3 separate regions of the Mus musculus genome follow, and regions 1 and 2 are each linked to region 3. The links are chromatin contacts, called in public promoter capture Hi-C and targeted proximity ligation maps. All regions are on one chromosome and are shown on one strand. The core of a region is the stretch at or near the end of the contact, and the rest is flanking DNA. Distances in the headings are between cores, read along the strand shown. Region 1 holds the start of Scgb1a1 (secretoglobin, family 1A, member 1 (uteroglobin)). Region 2 has its middle 7.7 kb from the start of Gm41805. Region 3 holds the start of Hnrnpul2 (heterogeneous nuclear ribonucleoprotein U-like 2).

What was found. Capture Hi-C pulls out chosen DNA fragments and counts their contacts.
Region 1: a promoter capture Hi-C map of liver shows a contact between it and region 3. A contact is called at or near these places in 13 of 39 promoter capture datasets (the C10 cell line, the HPC-7 cell line, cranial neural crest and 9 more), 6 of 484 Hi-C or Micro-C datasets (the G1E-ER4 cell line, bone marrow-derived macrophages, embryonic stem cells and 1 more), 41 of 130 datasets of targeted methods (the 230-238 cell line, CD8 T cells, the NIH/3T3 cell line and 24 more) and 3 of 9 other capture datasets (adipose tissue, liver and pancreatic islet).
Region 2: a contact with region 3 is called in a targeted proximity ligation map of extraembryonic endoderm stem cells. A contact is called at or near these places in 6 of 39 promoter capture datasets (3T3-L1-derived adipocytes, the C10 cell line, the HPC-7 cell line and 3 more), 1 of 484 Hi-C or Micro-C datasets (bone marrow-derived macrophages), 29 of 130 datasets of targeted methods (the 230-238 cell line, the HPC-7 cell line, the NIH/3T3 cell line and 19 more) and 2 of 9 other capture datasets (adipose tissue and liver).

The regions. Positions count from the first base shown.
Region 1 is chr19:9,086,137-9,089,883 of GRCm38.p6, forward strand. Scgb1a1 (secretoglobin, family 1A, member 1 (uteroglobin)) reads right to left here and starts at 1,820. Exons shown (of 3, transcript NM_011681.2): 1 at 1,711-1,820. The coding sequence starts at 1,765.
Region 2 is chr19:9,105,760-9,109,168 of GRCm38.p6, forward strand. No RefSeq gene overlaps it. Among named protein-coding and RNA genes, the nearest start is that of Gm41805, 7.7 kb to the left of the region's middle.
Region 3 is chr19:8,817,707-8,821,173 of GRCm38.p6, forward strand. Hnrnpul2 (heterogeneous nuclear ribonucleoprotein U-like 2) reads left to right here and starts at 1,695. Exons shown (of 14, transcript NM_001081196.1): 1 at 1,695-3,107. The coding sequence starts at 2,576. Ttc9c (tetratricopeptide repeat domain 9C) reads right to left here and starts at 1,588. Exons shown (of 4, transcript NM_027412.3): 1 at 1,315-1,588; 2 at 730-978. The coding sequence starts at 967.

The DNA of each region.
Region 1 (3,747 bases), core at 570-3,069, 270 kb after region 3:
CCACTGTGCTCTTTGGATTGTACTGTCTGCTTGGGAACATGATTTCCTACTGTTTGCCTCCACTTCTCACCTTGTCTCAAATGTTCTGCCTTGGAATTCTCTGCATTGTTTGCAATTTTGGATTCACTGCTCTGACTCTAGACCCTATTCCTACTCCAAATGGCCACTCCAGCTAATGGCCACTCTAGCTGGGTATGATAGCTCACACCTGTTATATACCTCACAGCACCGGGGAGGCTGAGGCAGGATAGTTATGAGTTCAGACCAGAATGAGACCCTGCCTCAAAGCCAAAAGTATGGTCACTCCAACTTGAACCCTTTCTATAATATCACCCGGCAGTTTCCTAAACTTCAAAATGGGAACAATATCACTACTTCGTTGGATTGTTTCGAAAATGAAAGGGATAGTATGTAAAATGGCTGAGGACAGTGACTACCACATTGTAAGTGGCATTAACGAGTTTTACTATCACAGTTTTTAAATCCAAGAGCACACCGATATGCAAATATCTTACCAGTCCACCACTTCACATGTTTTAGCTCTGTTTTGCTGAGCTCCTCTATGCACAGTATTGCTATCTAATTAATAAACATTTTAATTCAAAATGATATCTTTCCCCCTGAGAACAAATTAAAAAAAAATGCTTGATTAAACAGCTGCTTCCACTGCCTCTTGGTTGGGGGCTCAGTCTCCTTGGTTTATAAAACCTGTATTCACAGGTATTATGAACCTTTTCAAGTACATTATTTAGGGTTTGTTTTTAGAAAAATAATACAGCACTATCAGGAGGGAGTGGGAGAAGCTAATGAGAGAATTGTTTTCCCAACTCTGTTCTCAAAGCACAAGATGCCCGGACGGTGATAGATTGAGCCATCCTCCCTCTATGCCTCCTTCCCTCCCTCTCTCTGTCCATCCATCCTTCCCTCCCTCTCTCTGTCCATCCATCCTCCCCTTCCTTTCTCTGTCCATCTATCCTTCCCTCCCTCTCTCTGTCCATCCATCCTTCCCTCCCTCTCTCTGTCCATCTATCCTCCCCTCCCTCTCTCTGTCCATCCATCTTTCCTTCCCTCTCTCTGTCCATCCATCCTTCCCTCCCTCTCTCTGTCCATCCATCCTTCCCTCCCTCTCTCTGTCCACCCATCCTTCCCTCCCTCTCTCTCATTTCCCATTCCTTTCTGCACAGTGATAGCAACAACTATCCAGAGACCTTTAATTCTTTTTCCAGAGGACAGAATGTTTAGAAAACTACACCCAAAGTTGGCAGTTTTCCAAAGGGAAGATCTTTTTCTGGAATATTTCTCTCCTACCAAAACAAGAGACCCTGCCTTGGGTTTGAGGACATGAGTCTCTGTACTTCTTCTGCCAGACTAAATGTCAGAGTTGGGTGGGAATCCACCACCCCTCAACCTGGTGACTGTATCAAAATCTCTTAGCATCTTAATCCAGTCCTAGTCCAGGCTTCAAAGGGCTCCTTATTCCTAGTCCAGTTTTGGACAGATGTGCTGGTCTAGATGGGCTCTCTCCAGCGTCCCCACAAGGCTTCCCTAGTCTCTGGAGTGCAGAAGTTCAAGGCTTTCCACAAGATCACAAAATAACGTCGATTATCAGACGCAATGCTTCTGAGAGTCAGCATATTCAGGCCTTCCAGGCAGCCACAGAGGGACTGGCCACTTCCTCCTGACCTTGGGAAAGAGACCCTGGGCACTCACCTGAGCTGCAGCAGATGGACAGCATGACCACAGTGATTGTGATGGCGATCTTCATGGTAGAGGTTGGAGGCTTTGGTGTCTGTAGATGTGGGGTGATGTTGTAATGTGTGGGTATGTGTGGGTGTGTGGCTTTTTATATGTTCCTTGCAGCCCACAAGAGGTAGAGGGCAGTGATTGCGCTCCACTTAGGAGATTGCATTATTTACTTGGTCATCTTCTCCGTGGAATAAGCAAATAATCTCTTTTCATAAACCCAGTTTCTGTTCCCATTGAAACTGAGCTCACTCACACAATAGGCCACTTGTGGAGTATTCAGGCAGTGGAGGACCCAAGTCAGAGGTCGTGGAACTGTAGAAGACAACTGTGTCCTCTCTTGGAAGTCAAGCACTGAGCACTCCAGGTTCCAGGAAGCAACTGTAGACTTGCCAACCCTGGAGAACCAGAGGCCGGAGACCCTTCAGGAATCACAGGGAAGGACAAAGACACAGGACTCTGAGATGTCACTAGACTCCTTCTATTGCCTCCCTCCAACGAACGTGGCTAGACTTCAAGCCACAAGGTCACTCGATTCTTGGGCATTGTTAGACAGGCTCGATCCTACATACAGTAGACGTGAACATAGAAAGACTTCTCCATAGTACACATCAGAGACCCAGGGCCTAGATCAGGCAGGCTTGGCCTGTTCCTACGCAGAGCAGCCCTTGAGTCCTGCCAATTGAAAGCACCATCAGTCTTCATCTGACCTGACCTCTCCCTGGCCTTTACCCTATAACCTCCCCCTTCTTGCTCCATTCTCTCCAGGACTCTCCCACGCTTAGCTCTTTCCTGTTTTCTTTCCTTGGTCATTCTTTCTTATTCTTTCACGATGTTGACAGTTCTCAAGTGTTAGCCATTCCCAGGCCTTACCTTAGTCTCCTTGCTTCTCTTGGCCATGTTTAGTGTTAACTCTTACTTCTTCAGTGCTCTTGTGTCTTAGGACCAACACCTTCTCCATTTCCACAAATCCTATTCAAACTTCCAGGTTGTCTCAAATGTTCATCCATCCACCCAGACAATAGATGCCCAGTCCCTACTATGGTGCTGGTGGGACTGGAAATTGGGGAAGACCTGGAGAGGCATTTCAAGAGTTCATTTCATGAGCATCCTATCTAGTGACTGTGAGAAGCATGGTCAGCCTAGAACGTTCAGCTTCTAGTAACTTCAGGATCTGCCCCCGCTACAGAACCTTGCCTTGCTTATGGTCACATCCTTTCCAGGGCTGTTTGCATCTAATGACACAACAGGAAGGGGATTTAAAGTCCTGGCATTTGGGTTGCCTTTTCCTAGTGGCCCTGGGCCCTAAGGATGCACATTCCCATGGTTCCTCCGTTCTCATTGTAGGCTTAGCTCATTTCTGTGTCTCTGGCCTGACCCTAGTGCAGAGGCTGATATAGAAAGAGTTCTGATGCTGTTGTTCCCCCAGAATAGGTTTGTAAGGAACATTTTATCTCTGTCTTTGAGTCCTAGAGTGAGATTGTCCTTACATATTTTCCCATTTCCAAATTCCAAACCAACTTTTAAATAGTGAAACCTTCCTGGACCTGTGTCATGGCCACTTAGTGATACAGCCCAGTGGCTGTGTACAGAATAGTATGAGTGTCATTTTAAAGACAAGAGCCTTTAAAATGAATGTAGTGCCAGCTGTGGTGGCACACGCCTTTAATTCTAGCACTCAGGAGGCAGAGGCAGGCAGATTTCTGAGTTCAAGGCCAACCTGGCTATAGAATGAGTTCCAGGGCAGCCAGGTCTACACAGAGAAACCCTGCCATGAAAAAAAAACCACCAAAACCCCAAACCAAACTTAAAGGAAGGAAGGAAGGAAGGAAGGAAGGAAGGAAGGAAGGAAAGATGGAAGAAAGTTTCAGGACAGCCAGGGCTACATAGAGAAACCCTATCTTGAAAAAAAAAAAACAACCAAAAAACCAAACTTAAAGAAAGGAAGGAAGGAAGGGAGGGAGGGAGGGAGGAAGGAAGGAAGGAAGGAAGGAAGGAAGGAAG
Region 2 (3,409 bases), core at 307-2,806, 290 kb after region 3:
CAGAGTCCCTGCCAGCTTAAGGGAAGGGTCAAAATAGTCCATGTTAACTTCTGAGGCCACAGAGCAGTGGCTTATTTAGTTATTTGTTTGTCTATATAGACGCGATTCTTACTCTGTACTTGAGGATGGCCTGAGCCTCCCTGCCTCAGCCTTCTGAGTTCTGGACCACACTACACAGCCAGCGGCCCATGGTAAAGATGCAGGCTGATAACCTTGAAGCATGGAAGGGGATTGGAAAACAAAGGGTGGTCTGGTTGGTGTGGTTTGGGATGATAATATATAATAATGACTAACACATGCTGCGTGGTATCTAGGGATTTCCCATGCAGTAAGTAATTGGCCATTACAGCACTGGAGAGGGTACTACCAGTCTTCGGTCTTTCAGAGTGAGGATCCTGGGAGGTCTAGTGACAGACCGGCTGAGAAGCACAGATTCCAAGAAAGAAGGTGGGGTTTCCTCATTCCTCAGGCTGCTTCTCTGAGGCTTGGACACAGCTGCCTCCCATGTGACTCCCAGGAAGCCTTGAAACAGAGGTGGACTCAGAAGCTGGCTTGTGTGTGGTGCAGCCTCAGAGCCCTAACAGCACTAAAGGGTCTGAAGGTCTGGTCCCGTGTGTGCCAGGCCTCTGAGCTAGGCAGCTCTCCTGAGGCTGACTGCACAGTGTTCTGAGAATTGCCCTGGTGAGGCGCAGGATGTCTGCTGAGTGTTAGAGCGGCTGGGTTGTTTTGCACTGGCCCCTTCCCTGGCATGGACGTCCCTGTGGAGGCTGGGGCTGGGGCTGGGGCTGGCCATGTGGGGAGGTGGTAGAGCAATAGCCATGGTGGTTATAGATAGGAACCAGGGCTGACATCACTTTTGTCAAACACAGTGAAGCCCTTGCCAGGGGTCCACTGAAAAGTTGGTCAGGACATGGGTCTATTCCTCTGCAAGTTTGAAAGCAGAGGAACTGCCCCCACAGGCCAAGCAGCCAGTTTCTGCAGCACATTTTCAAGTTCCAACTCTGTTGGGAACCTGGAGGCAGAGATGGGGGCAGGAAGAGGTGGCTTTACCCAAGTGACAGTGCCCCACCCAAGGTCCCGACCCTTTCTGGGTAGAACAACAAATATGTTGAGAGCAGACAGCAAATATGTTGGAATTTGTACTACCACAGGGACAGGGTGGGAAAGGGCTTGGGAAAGTAGCACACGTTTTAGTCATGAGGCATCTGTGGTGTGATATCTGCATGATCTATGTTAGAGATAAAGATGAAATGGCCAGGACTGGGGAGGCTCAGGACAGACAGGCTGGATCAGGATGAAGTCAGCCCAAAGGTATGTGGGGCCCACACCTCACTCAGTGGGTGCAGAGGAGGGGCCTGGACAAGCCCGGAGGAAGGAAAACTTGGCCCTCTTCTTTCTTGCTTTTAAGATTAAATACTTGGTTTCTGACTGGAAGGCCGGGGGTTCAGAAGTTCCAGTCCCTGGGGATCTGCATGGGGCAGGGAGTGCTAGGCTGTACTGGAAGGTCAGCAGAACCACAGATCCTTAGCCCAAGGTAAATACTCTTGGGTTTGCAGTGAGAGGTGTACAGCTGCACTGGTTTGTAAACACTTCTGAAAATGCCCTTTGACTTTGATACACTGGGGTGGCCTGGCTATTGTGTTGGGAAGAGGGGGGCCCTGGGAAAGGTTGGAGGTAAGAGGAGTTAGGAAGAACAACAAACAGACCCTTTGTAGGAGGGGAAGTGACCTGGGCAGGAAGGGGGTGGGCAAGCCCTTTCCTGTGAGCAGCACAGGGTGAACCTAGTCTCACCTGCTCTTCTCACCCTAGCCAAACTCTGGGTGGGGCCTGTGCTTTGGCACAGCCCATAGTTCCCTGTCCAGTCTTCTGCCTAGGGCCCATGTCATGGCCCAGTGTTGCTCAGGTTTAGGTCACGGTCCAGAAATGCTCAGGAGCTGGCATGTCTATTGGCAATAGTCTACTTGGCACACAGCCAGCAAGTATCCCTGGGCTGTGGTCTTCAGTCACGAATCTCTCCCAACCATCTGAGGAACCTGACCAGTGGAGAAAGTATCACACCACGGGCACAGGATTCTATACACGTCTGTCACCCTAGAAAAGAAAGGTGGTGAAAATAGATAGCCCCATTGTAAGGAAAGATGGGCATAGTTGAATGAGGACAGAATATTATATGACAGTTTACTGACATGGAAAGGTAGAGAATATTGACTAAGAGAGTTTCATGGGGCTGGAAAGATGGCTCAGTGGTTAAGAGCACAGGCTTCTCTTGCAGAAAATCTGGGTTCAGTTTCCAGGGCCCCTCCAAAATGGTGTAACTAAAATTCTTTTCTGACTCATGTGGGCAGCAGGCACATGTGATGTGAATACATACACACTTGCAAACCATTCAAACACATACAAGTTTTAAAAAGTTACACACACACACACACACACACACACACACACTTTAGCATGTCTGGTCTCATTTTGGGAGAACTGTAGGATAAGTGTGTAGGTCGATGCTGAGGACCCTTCCCTATTACTTTCCATCTTGATTTTTGAGGCAGGGTCTCTCATTGAACACAGAGATTGACATTTTGGCTAGACTGGTTGCCAGAGGCCCTTGGGACCTTTTTTGTTTCTGCTTCCCAGGTTTGGCATTACATGTCTGTAACACAACCCATGGATTTTTTTTACACAGGTGCCGGAGAGATAAGAACTCAGGACTTCTTGCTTGAACATCAAGCTTTTCCCCTCTGAGCCATTTTTCAAGCAGCTACTTTGTTGCAGGTCATTTTTCTCTTAAAAATACTTAATGAAAGACTGCTGACCTTTGAGAATCCAGGACCTGTCCCCTTCTGGCATGTAGGTATACATGCAGACAGAGCACTCCTTATATTAAAAGAAAAATAATTAAAAATCCTTCCAGAGGTCCTGAGTTCAATTCTCAGCAACCAGATAGTGGTGGCCTATGACCATCTATAAAGGGAGCCGATGCCCTCTTCTGGCATGTAGATATGCAGGCAGACAGATCACCCTGCATAAAAAAAAAGCATTGGGGACCTGCCCTAGGTACTAAGTGGTGACTATTGAGCCTTCTAGGATGAGAAGACTCAAACTATTGTTTTTATTTGACAGGGTCTCATATAGCCCAGGCTGGCCTCAAACTCCTTATATGGCTGAGGTCACCCCTGAAACTCCAGAGCCTCCTGCTTTACCAAGTGCTGGGAATATAGCTGTGTGTCATTGTACCTGCCTCCAACCTCTTTTCTTCTTGGCACCAAATTATAACCTCAGAACCCAAGTTCCTGAGTTCTGTATAGAATCTACAAAGTGCCGGTAAGAGCATAGTAGATGTTAAATCTGAGATGATGTTAAGTTCTCATCCACACTTGTTTTATTTATCAATCTAATCATGTTACTTTCTAGA
Region 3 (3,467 bases), core at 445-2,944:
AACGAAACATCCCCAGGACTATGACTATCTCCATTTTTCAATTTATTTTTTTTTGTTTTGTTTTGTTTTTTATTTTGTTTGTTTTTTTGAGACAGGGTTTCTCTGTGTAGCCTTGGCTGTCCTGGAACTCACTTTGTAGACCAGGCTGGCCTCGAACTCAGAAATCCGCCTGCCTCTGCCTCCCAAGTGCTGGGATTAAAGGCTTGCGCCACCACGACGGGATACAGTTAATTCTTACTTGTTTGAATTAGGGTATTAGCACACATCACAGGCTAGTCTGGCTCTCAAACTTGAAGCCATTTTTCTACTTGGACTTCTCCAGTGCTGCAATTACAGGTGTTAGCATCATTCTTCGAAATAAACCCATTCTAGGTCCACCAAATCAAGATATCTGGGCTTTAGAGCCCAGGAAGTAGTTTCAGGTGAGGTTTGTGAAATCCCGCTTGCTTTTAGAATACTCTACAAATTGGAAACAGGTTTCAATCGACTGCTAAATAGCCAGGTGGCAGTGAAAAAGAACATCTTCCAATGTTCACAGGGCTTGATGATTCTATCTTTTTTGTTTGTTTTGCTTTTTGATACAGGGTTTCTCTGTGTAGCCCTGACTGTCCTGGAACTCACTCTGTATTTGAACTGCCTCTACCTCCTGAGTAGTGGGATTAAAGTCATGCTCCACCACTGCCCGGCCCTGCGGTCTTGATTCTCTGCCCACGCTCGTCCCATACTTACCAGCTAGGTTGTTGTAGCAGTGGGTCTGGATGGTGTGCAGTATGTTTTCTTGCTCCGGTGTGAGAGCTGGGCCCTGAGGTCCCAGACTAGAAAGAGGGGAAGGCAGACTTGGGTCCAGACCCCGCAGCTGAAGAAGAGCTCGATGGTACCTACTCACAGCATCTCGGTACTTTCCTTCCCGGTAGCGCTGGTTTCCTTCCTCCTTGTATACCTGAGCCTCCTGAAGGCGCTTCTCCATGACTGTTGGAACTGTTAAATGAAAGAGAAACTGAAGCAGTAGAATGGGATCAAAATAAATGATTAGAGCATCGATTTCGTAAGCAAGAAGCTCGCAGGGATGTGGGTTTTGCTGTTTTTACTAGTCCCATCTATTCTCCTGTGCTAGTTTTCAGTTTCCAGAAGTACCGCAAACTAAAAAAAGGAATGATGTGAGGATAGTGAGGCCATTGACCAAATGAGTTCCATTAGAAGAGATCCCGGCGTGATTACAGACACTAGGGAAATCCAAAGGCCCGACTAAACGTTCCAAGTGTGTGACCGCCCGCAAAATTCGTTTCCTTCTTTCTCTGAGGCACACCCCCTGACCTGGAAGAAGATGGAGTAGGCGGGAACAAGTGAAACAAGTCAAAAAGGCTTCGCTCCTTTCCAATCTCTTTATTTGTCCTTATCCAACAAACATTTGTTGATGGTTCTGCTGTTAATTGAGGAACCGAAGTGAGTGAGGCCTGAGTCTCCAGTCCACAAGTGAGGCACAAGAGGCCGGAAGCATTGTGCCCAACAACCGCACCACAGCGGAGGCCCAAGCCGGAAGACTCCTCCAGGAATTCGGTTTAAGTTGCAGGAGCACAGAGAGGAAGAGACCAGACCTGCCAGCAGTTTAGCCTCTAACGGGGCACGCGCATTGCGTCATGCCACCCAATCAGAAAGGAGTCTAGAAAAGTAATCCCGCAGAACCGGCCCCGCCTCCCCAGCGGACCAACCCGGAAAAAAAAAATTCCCGGCCACTTCTCCAATAGGAAAAAAAGCCGCACGATATCGGAGGACCAATCAGAGCAACAGACTACGATTCAAGCTGGCCAACGAGAGAAGGAAGGGGTGGGGTTGGCGCCTCTGTTGCTGGGTAGATGTTTAAGCACAGAAAGAGGTCCCGGCATTGCTCTCTCCCTCTCTCTCTCTCCCTTGATGCTGGAAAGGCCTTTCCCTCCTGGCTACGAAAACCCTGCACCACCCATCCTTCCAGCTTGGCTTCGGTTACTAGTCTCAGAAGTTACAGTCAAAGAATAAGCAAGAGAGGACATCGAGTAAGCCCTAGGGTGCTCCGGTAATTGGGAGCGGGCAGGAAGTAAGAGACCTGAGATGGGCGGGACTCCGGCGCGACTGCGCAGAGCCTACGACTGAAGTACGGAAAGAGGAGCGCGCTCACGCTTCCGTGCTACGAGGCACTTGAGCCGCAGCCAGCCTTGCCCGACTCAGGCCCCTGTGCGGCTGCGCGGTTAGGCCGCTTGCGCTGATTGGCCCGGATCTCTGAGAGGAGGGAGGGGAAGTGAGGGAACTCCGTCGTCCTCGGCGCGCACTCCCCCGCGGTCGAGTACAGAGTGTGTCGGAAGCTGCTCCTCGCCGTCTTGTTTTGCGCTCAGTGAGCCGAAAGGGGCAGGGCAGGAGGAAGGCGACATAAACACGCCGCGAAGACAGCGCGGCCTCTGCCTCTGTGTGCGTGCGCTTGCTAGCGCGGGCTCAGTGCTGGCGCGGGAGGCGGAGGCGGGCGGCGGCGGCGCCTGCGCGGTCGGGCTCGGTCGACAGTTCGCAGGGGAGGAGGCGGCGGGAGGCGGAGGAGGCGACGGCGGCGATGGAGGTGAAGCGGCTGAAAGTGACCGAGCTGCGGTCGGAGCTTCAGCGGCGGGGCCTGGATTCGCGCGGCCTCAAAATGGATCTGGCGCAGCGTCTTCAGGAGGCACTGGATGCTGAGATGCTGGAGGACGAGGCCGGCGTTGGTGGGGCCGGGCCCGGTGGGGCCTGCAAGGCGGAGCCTCGGCCTGTGGCCGCGTCGGGCGGAGGCCCGGGCGGGGACGAGGAGGAGGAGGACGACGACGAGGAGGAGGACGAGGAGGCGCTGCTTGAGGACGAAGACGAGGAACCACCACCTGCTCAGGCTTTGGGCCAGGCCGCGCAGCCGCCTCCGGAGCCCCCGGAGACGTCAGCCATGGAGGCCGAGTCCGAAGCTTCCGACACACCGGCGGAGGCCACGGCTGGGTCAGGTGGGGTAAATGGTGGCGAAGAGCATGACAACGGCAAGGGGGAGGAAGACGGGCCGGAGGAACGGAGCGGAGACGAGACTCCGGGATCCGAGGCACCGGGTGACAAGGCCGTAGAGGAACAAGGTGAGGAACTGGCAGCCAAGCCGGGCTTCAACCTGCCGGGTGCGTCTCCGATCCAGCACCCCACCCTGCACCGCGCTATCTGATTCCTTGTTTCCACTTGCCCGAAAGTGCACTGTTCTAGTGGCTTTTTGATGAGATTCTCCTGGGAAGGTGGCTTTCATCCGCTGTCCATCTTTTTGAAGGTTTGGGCGTCTTGTCTTTACACTGTTTGCAGGAGGGAGGTTCCTGCCTAACGTGGTTCCTTGGTGTTAGTGGATGGAAGTGTGTGTGTGTGTGTGTGTGTGTGTGTGTGTGGCTTTCGAGCTACCTGTGGATCAGTCTTCTGGTGCCCACCCCTCTTTAGCAGAATACCTTTAGCCG